3 separate regions of the Mus musculus genome follow, and regions 1 and 2 are each linked to region 3. Evidence: chromatin contacts called from public HiChIP or PLAC-seq and promoter capture Hi-C data. All regions are on one chromosome and are shown on one strand. The core of a region is the stretch at or near the end of the contact, and the rest is flanking DNA. Distances in the headings are between cores, read along the strand shown.

The links. Promoter capture Hi-C pulls out the DNA fragments that hold promoters and counts their contacts. HiChIP or PLAC-seq counts read pairs in DNA pulled down with a chosen protein or histone mark.
Region 1: a promoter capture Hi-C map of hippocampal neurons shows a contact between it and region 3, with 5 times the contacts expected there. The contact joins the promoter of 2610300M13Rik here to the promoter of Qrfprl in region 3. A contact is called at or near these places in 7 of 39 promoter capture datasets (the 3T3-L1 cell line, the C10 cell line, cranial neural crest and 4 more).
Region 2: an H3K27ac HiChIP or PLAC-seq map of embryonic stem cells shows a contact between it and region 3, with 7 times the contacts expected there. The contact joins the promoter of Mad2l1 here to the promoter of Qrfprl in region 3. A contact is called at or near these places in 7 of 39 promoter capture datasets (the 3T3-L1 cell line, the SN4741 cell line, cranial neural crest and 4 more) and 8 of 115 datasets of contacts at active chromatin or transcription factors (astrocytes, bone marrow-derived macrophages, embryonic stem cells and 2 more).

The regions. Positions count from the first base shown.
Region 1 is chr6:66,465,207-66,467,906 of GRCm38.p6, reverse strand. It overlaps 2610300M13Rik (a long non-coding RNA gene), which reads left to right and starts at 1,424. Exons shown (of 3, transcript XR_869151.1): 1 at 1,424-1,503; 2 at 2,142-2,396.
Region 2 is chr6:66,533,864-66,536,563 of GRCm38.p6, reverse strand. Mad2l1 (MAD2 mitotic arrest deficient-like 1) reads right to left here and starts at 1,343. Exons shown (of 6, transcript NM_001355624.1): 1 at 965-1,343; 2 at 460-606. The coding sequence starts at 1,037.
Region 3 is chr6:65,379,802-65,382,557 of GRCm38.p6, reverse strand. It overlaps Qrfprl (pyroglutamylated RFamide peptide receptor like), which reads right to left and starts at 1,264. Exons shown (of 6, transcript NM_175524.4): 1 at 928-1,264. The coding sequence starts at 1,264.

The DNA.
Region 1 (2,700 bases), core at 175-2,674, 1.1 Mb before region 3:
TAATGGCCTATTAAATTTTATCTGTACATATACATCAATCTTCCTTTACATTATGGACTGTAACATATTTGCCTTTATATATAGTTTTGGTGGGTTAGGAGAACACAGGAAAGTCTAAATTTAATTAAATAATCAATAACTGTGTATTGTGTACAGTCCAGGAGAACACATGCATTGAGCTAACAGCAAAATAAGCAGGTAACTAAGAATGTGAGGAGATATAAAGTTAATTTTCATGTTGTATTTTACAATTTGAATATTGTCACTCCATTACTTGCCAGCATTTCAAAGGTATTGTTACTATACTGTGCTATCTATAACTAATCAAGAAGTGACAGTAAACACACACAGCTCATAGAAGAGCTTCAGTTGACGTGTGTGCTGCTGCAGCTCTGATACTAAATAGTAAGACTGTCTAAATACATTATCAGAACTTTTGCCTACTTTTTCTCAGTTAAAAAGATATCCAGTTGTCTAAAACCTCTCAAAAATAACTTTCACGTTGTTATTCTCAGAATGAACATTTAGAAATGTTTGCAAAATGTATGATTATTTTTCGATCTAATGAACTTATTTTTTTCAAAACTGGCGATGGAACTCTGTACCTTGTGTGTACCAAGCAGCACAGTACCACTGAGATGCACTCTTCCTAAGCTAGAATATATGGAAATAGAACTTTCAGTTCATCTTTGTGTTCCTAGAACAGGGCAAATTCTGTTTGGTTCACCCAGAAACTGTGTTTCTACCAGGAAATGCTCATCAAAGACTTATAATTATGAATTTTAGATTCTTCAGTTGAAACAGAGAGTTGAGACTATTTTCCTGGATATATGCGGAAAAACAATAAGTGTTTTTTTTATAACGAAACATTGTAAGGACAAGGGCTAAGCTACTTTGGAAGTTGTGCTTATTCAACAATGGTAAGAAGGCTGTAGTTTTAATTTGTTTCAGTAGATGGCACTAGGGTCTCAAGTAAAAACTCAGTTTTAGGAAAAACAAAAAAAAAATGTCTTTACTATTTAAAACAAAGCAGATGTCATAAAAATCCATGGGACTATTATATGAATAATCACATACGTACAAACAAGTGGAAATTAAATATTCATCAGATATCTTGCTTCAGCTTTCTTAACCCTAAACAATTGTGGAAGATTAGATAGATTGAAGAGAGAAATAAACACAAACTTGAAGATTATAGTTCCGCAGAAAAGTCTCCAGGATGTTTTTAGTTACAGTTTCCTTGCAAGATTTATTTCTTTAAAATATTTTAAAGAATCACATTATTTTCTCCTTTTCTAGTTGTACTCACTAGCTGTTCACAACTTGGACACGGAAGAAAGCCTAGAAGATCTCTACCTAGAATTCACAAAACAAAGCAAGCACATACACGTTGTTTGAAAAGATTCCCTCCTTAGAAGCCTTGGCTCTTTTTGTGAACATTGTTAGGATCTACTCAGTGGAGAGAGCTGTAGTTTTATTCCTTCTGATATCTGAGACCAACAAGTAAGTGTTCACCCTGGAAGTCTCTCATTTTCTTTGACTGTTTCTTATTTTTTATACAAAGACTCACCATGTAGCCCAGGCTAGCCTAGAACATAAGATCTCTTCTGTCTCTTTCCTTAGTGTTGGGACTCCTTGATTTAAAACAATTACCCTTTATTTCTATCTCTTCTTATAGAAAACTGGGTATCTTGGATGTAGTGTTTGCAACTCTTTATTACAATCACTCTTTATCTTTTCCTAGGCTCAATGATTATTACCAGCTGGTTAAAATACAGTGTTTGTAAAACAAACCAGTATTTCCTTGTATACTTTAAAAGTATGATTATATTATATAAACATATTACAACTATTCTCATTTTCTTTAACCAGATAGAAGTTAATGATTAGAGAAATCCACATCTCTACTTAAAAAGTTTTAAAATACTATGAGAGGATATTGATGTAGAGAAAATTTTCATGGAAAATGTATGACATAATAATTACACAGTAATAAAAATATAGGAGCATAAAGACAAAAGAAGTACTGAGATTTTAATTCTGTGATTACACAATTGTGTTTTTACAAGGAGCTAAAACTGTTTGGCTTCAATAGTGTAACTTCCCAAAAGTCACTTTGTTGTGATGTCCCCAAATTCCAGAGCTTTCTCTTTGCCCTCACCCAATCCGACTCACTGGCTCATCTTTGGCTTTTGTGTGGTGTCTTCACTGAGTAAAGCCACGACAGAGGAATGGAACCACAGTCTCCTCCTGAGTCCACATCGTCCCCAGTGCAAACACGTGTTGCAAAGGATTTCAGTTTTACTATTGCAGTCAGTAGAGAAACCAACTGGGGATAAGTTTGAAGGACGTGCTGCTGATCTTAGATGCCTTCTTGAAGTCAACCACATAAGCAGGTAAGTTTTTATGCTCCTTTCGAGTAACTAAGTTTTTCTTTCTTTTTTCTTTTTTTCCATTTTACTTTGTTTTGAAGGGACACAGGGTTATGAGTCAGCGCTTTTAAGAGTCAGGAAGGAACCAATAGAAAAAGAGGATTCCCTGCTCTCTGCCTGTTTGATGGGACTTTATTACTGGAGTTTGCCACATGGCAGCAGTTACCTTAAGGTGGAATTTGGAGATGGCAGTGGAGAGCAGGGAGAAGCAGCACAGAGCATTGAAACGCCATAGAACCCGCACAGATGCAGGCTGGGATGCTTTTAC
Region 2 (2,700 bases), core at 94-2,593, 1.2 Mb before region 3:
GATGCCAAGCTAACCATGTTCAGGTGGCCACCAAAAGGCCATTTTAATACTGAAGTTAACAAAAAAAGCAATAAACACTGTTAATGAATTTACAATTAAAACAAACTACAACACCCTTTCACGTACAATAAAACTCAAAGAGAAAAAAAGGCAGTTGCAATGCTTTTAGAATTGGTATTTTGTATGATTTCATTGGGAGCTACAAAGCAAAACACAGAATGGCGAAATCCTTTTAATCGGGTAAAATTTCCAATTTGCTGCAACTGGTTAACCTACAAAACCCACTCTTAAAGCAGCTTAAAGATTCCTAACATCAAGACATTCAGCCTACTTAAAAAGAGGTGGGGATTCCCTCCATTGCTTGCTTCCTCCCAGTTGAGAATGACATTTGAGAAGGCATGTTGCTTTAAGTTACTTGGGACACAAACCTGTAAGATCACACACTGAAAACGTGATTACCTTTTAGCTGTTCCACCACATTATTGAGATACTTTATGAGCTCGGGGTCAGTAGTTGTAAGCAAGGTGAGTCCATATTTCTGCACTCTAGTAAAGGTTTCCGACGGATAAATGCCACGCTGATACAAAATGCTGTTGATGCCAAATGCTGAAAACGAAAGAAATAAAGCCGTAACCGTGTAATAACGTTTAAGTCTCCCAGAAAGCAGAGTAGGCACAAAAAGACACGGAAAACCTTTAACCCAGCAATGTCCAACTTCGCAGGTTTGCTAAGTGTAAATACAGAGCATGTGGTCAGAGGATGTCAACACAGACCCCAGCTTTCAGAGAGCGAGTAAGATGATGACCCAGGTCAGCCCCGTTAGGTTCCAGGAGGCCCAGGCCTGCGCTGGGTGGTGCAGCGTTCCCCGCCCCCGGGAGGATCCGTGGTTCCGTCCTAGCGCGCGTCCTAAGGCCCGGCTCAGCCTCAGCTCTCTCTGGCGGCGGGGGCTGCGCTCAGCACTCACAGAAAAACTCGGCCACGATTTCTGCGCTCCCACGCAGGGTGATGCCTTGCTCTCGGGCGAGCTGCTGTGCCATCACTAGATCGAACGGAGAACACTACCAACCTCACCGCAGACGGCGCCCTAATGGCTTCTAAGCTATTCCCCGCCACCCGGTTCAAAAATAACTACGCAGCCCGCCGGTTGCTCGGTGCGCAGGCGTAATGAGCCCTAAGCCCCACCTACGTCGCCAGTTTCCGGCTGGCTTTGTAACTCCGAATCCCTCCCTAAGGCCGCCTCAGGCTTCCGTTTTGTTCCCTAAGCCCCTCCCACATTAGAGAGCCGGGTCTCTTCAACATTCCGCTCCACATCGGCTCTTCCGCCCTATGCCCAGTTGCACCACGGGTTAAAGCCCCGCCCAAAGCGACTTGTATCCGGCCCTGGCTCCGCCCTCGCTGGCTGACCGAATGAGCAAGCGCAGAGTGGTTGGGGCGTCTTGTTCCAGGTCCTGGTGACCTACAAGGTCCGTACTGTGCAGGACCTCGGATGAGGTGACCTAGAAGCGGCCCAGAGATGGTCCTGAGATTACCTGCCTGTCAAACCCGTGGTCTGAGCATCCCTGAAGCATGGTCTCAGCTTCGAGGATAGTTTCAAGTCTGGGAGAACCTGGTTTTTGGTTTTGTTAAATATGATGAAGGGAACTAGGTGGGACAGAAGCTTAATGATGCTTGTCACCAAGTAGAGAAGCGAACCCCTGCAAATTGTGTACACACACACACACTAATAATCATTTAGTAATGTCTTTATTTTTCTATACTACATAGATTTTATAAGTCCACAAAGGATTTAAATGATAGAGACACTTGATTTCCTTTTTTTTTTTTTTTTTTTTTTTTTTTTTGCAATTAGCTTGCTTTTAAGTTTTTAGTCATATGTACTTTCTTTTTGATCGTTTAAGGCCTATACCAGAGCATGTACGATTACATATGGGATTCATGCTACAGTTTTAATATTGTACAGTAGTATTGTGTCCAGGAGATGGCACATCTTCCAACTATGCTAAATGGTTCTAACTCTGGTACTCAGACTGCATTTTGAAACCAGTTGACTATTAGAGATACTATCATATGCAGGTTTAAGAAGATGGCTCAGTGGGTAAGAGTGACTGCTGTTCCGAAGGTCCTGAGTTCAAATTCCAGCAATCACATGGTGGCTCACAACCATCTGTAATGAGATCTGACGCCCTCTTCTGGTGTGTCTGAAGACAGCTACAGTGTACTTATATATAATAATAATAATAATAATAATAATAATAATAATAATAAATAAATCTTTGAAGAAGAAGAAGAAAGAACAAGGAGAAGAAAGAAGAAGGTTTAGAGCCTGAACTAAACAGATGCCAGGGAAGTTGTATAAACAATACATCAGAGAAAGAAACTGTGACATATGAGGAGGAAAGAAATGGTGGTATAGATAAAAGTGAGGTACTAGCTCTTTCTTACCAAACGGTGGTTGGACTTAATCTAATTTATTTCAGAAACATTAAAAGATCTGGAATCTTTGATGGTTGATTTCTTTCCTATTTCCTTTTGACTGCGTGGTTTAACATTACCTCTCTCCCCATTTATTAAAAGCAATACTATAAAATACTTGAAAAATTCTCAGTTTCTCATATTTACTTTGACTCACAATTTTGTAGACTCTTGCTGTGTATTATTTAGGGTAAGAATGTTTGAACAGGGAGGAATAGAAATTGACCC
Region 3 (2,756 bases), core at 15-2,514:
TCAAGTTCATGAAAAACCGCAACACTGAAGGTATTCGCTGGTAATCCCCTAGTGGTAGGAGGTAAGGAGTGATGAAAGAGCCTCCAGTAGTTTAAATAAATTAGCCTTAGGGACAGAAATGGCAGGGTAAGAAGGCATAATGATCCATTTCTCATGCATTTACAACCACTTTCTAAGAATTTCAATGTACCCACAGGATACAGCACTCTAGAAAGCAGGGGTAGAATTGCTATTTCCTGCCTAAGTTGCCCTGGAAGCAGTGGGAGATCATTATCAGTGATCTCGAGGCCCCTGGAACCCAGCGTCCACCTTTCTTCTGTTCCACCCACTGCCTCTCTCATTGCCTCCAGTCTCTGATTTCTTTGCCAGTCCTACCCCTTGTTCTAATGAAGAGCAATTTCACCTGTCCTTTAGAAATGAAGAGGGGACATGTTTACTTAATATTACTAAACCAACACATTTTTGCTCAGTGTCTACTTGTTGTGAAAGGTTTTAAGTCTGTGTGTTATTAGTTAATACATGCAAAACCTTGTCTGGAAGCCACATATATAACTGGGAAGGAAACCTGGAAGTTGGGGGAAAGAAGAGAAAAAAAAATGACCTTTGAAATGTTTTATTATTTGAAAGATTATTCTAAAATTGCAATGGTTTATTTTAAACAGCGTGTGGGGGAACAGCATGTAATTACGGTGAGGGGCTGAAATGAATGAAGAATCATGCTGCTGTGGACTGTACTTAAATCTTACCACAATCAATATATCTATGGGACAAGGAGGGATGCTGGCCCCAAGCAGAAAATAAAACAAAGAAACAAACGCCCCCTCAGCAAGTAAGCCCTGCTGAGAAGTTCCAAAAATTCAGGGGTTCTCTTGATGGAGAAAACAAAAGGCGACCAGAAAGGAAAATGCCTAGCGGGGACCTCCTTACCCCCCAGCCAGGTGTCCGAGACGTTCTGGAGCATGGTGACCGGGATGCAGAAGAAGACGATGAGCAGGTCGCTGAGTGCCAGGGAGCAGATGAAGATGTTGGTGACGGTGCGCATGGCCTTGCTGCGGGTCACCACATAGACTACCAGGGCGTTGCCGAAGAGCGCCAGGGCAAAGATGAGCATGCCGACCAGCAGGAGGGCCAGCCTGGCGCGCGCGGGAAGCTGCGGGGTGAGCACCAGTGGCCGCAGCCCATAGTGCGCGATGAACTGAGCGCGCGTCAGGTTGTGCAGCCGAAGCAGCGCCGAGAGCTGCTCCGCGGTCAAGTTCCACGACATGCCGGGCTCGGGAGGCGTCTCGTCCGCGCGTGGGGCAGTCGAGGACCGGGAGGTATAGGAGAGAAGCCAGAAGCCGTGCCGCCGTGCCGTGCCGTGCCGTGCCCTGCCGTGCCGTGCGAGCGGCGCGAGAGAGTCTAGCAGTGACCAGAGCAAAGTCAGAGCCGCCAAACTGTTTGCAGTTCTAAGAAAGTTCCCAGCCAGGCGCTGCGGTCCTCAGAAACCTCGCAGCGCCACGCGAGGCTCAGTGTCCAGTTTTCTGGACCTTAGTGGAGCTGAACCCCGCCCCTCCGCGCACTTCCCAGCCCCTGGAGAGCCGCCTCCTGCAGCAAAGCACCTAACAAGGAGTGCCCTGCCTTGCTGGAACCACCCAAAGCCATGCCCCAGCCCAGGTTGATGATACTAAAACAAAAACTGTTGTTGAGGTTTGGAAAGCCTCTTGGTTCTCCTCTTGTAAAATCATGTATGGGCCACAACTACCCATGGCAAAGTGGAGTTCAAGTCTTTTCAGCTTTGAAATAATAATTACAGAAGAGAAGTTGCAGTCATAAAAAGAGGGTTCCAGGCATACTCTGACTTTCTCCGTTTTGTCATAACTGTGTATGACAAAGTACAAACCTAAAAATTGACATAGATAGAGAGAGAGAGAGAGAGAGAGAGAGAGAGAGAGAGAGAGTGTGTGTGTGTGTGTGTGTGTAACAAAATCAAGATACAAAACTCCATCACCGCCCAGATCTCACTCTGGGACATTTTCATGACCATGACCGCGCTCCTCCGTTCATGACCTCTAACCTCTAGCAGTCTCTGCACATCTGTCAAGAGTATAATAATATAAACAGAATCAGAATCTATATACTTTGTGTGTATGTGATCTCCTCCACCTTGACACAATATGCTGTAAACCTATCCAGGTTGTGAGATGTTTTGTAAATCTAACCAGGTTGTGAAGTGTATTGTCAATCTGTCCAAGTTGTGGGGTGTATTGCTGACATATACTAGTTTATTTCACTATTCCTTCCTTGTAAAACAGTTGGGGTGTCTCCAGCTTTGGGCTATAAAACTGCTATGAAGAAACATGGACTGGTTTCTGTATGGCTATAGTTTGCACTTTAATTATGGGAAGCATCAAGAAGTTTGTCTAGTCTGTGATGTTCTAGTTAGTTGTTTTGTTTTGTTTTTGTTTTGTTTAAACATCTTAGTACAAGGCAGAGTTTCTTATCAGCTTAGCACAAGAGAAGAGGAAACCACATTTGAGAAAATGCCTATAGGCAAGTCTGGGGAGTATTTTCTTGGTTAAAGACTAATGTGGGAGAGCCCGGATCTGGGTAGGCAGTGCCAACCCAGACAGGTGATTCTGGACGATATAGGAAATCAGGCTGAGCAAGCCATGAAAGAGCAAGCCAGTAAGCGGCACTGCTTCAAGCCCTTGTACCAGTGTCTGTCTTCAGGCTTCTGCCTTGAGTTCCTGCCATGGCTTCCCTCACTGATGGGGTAT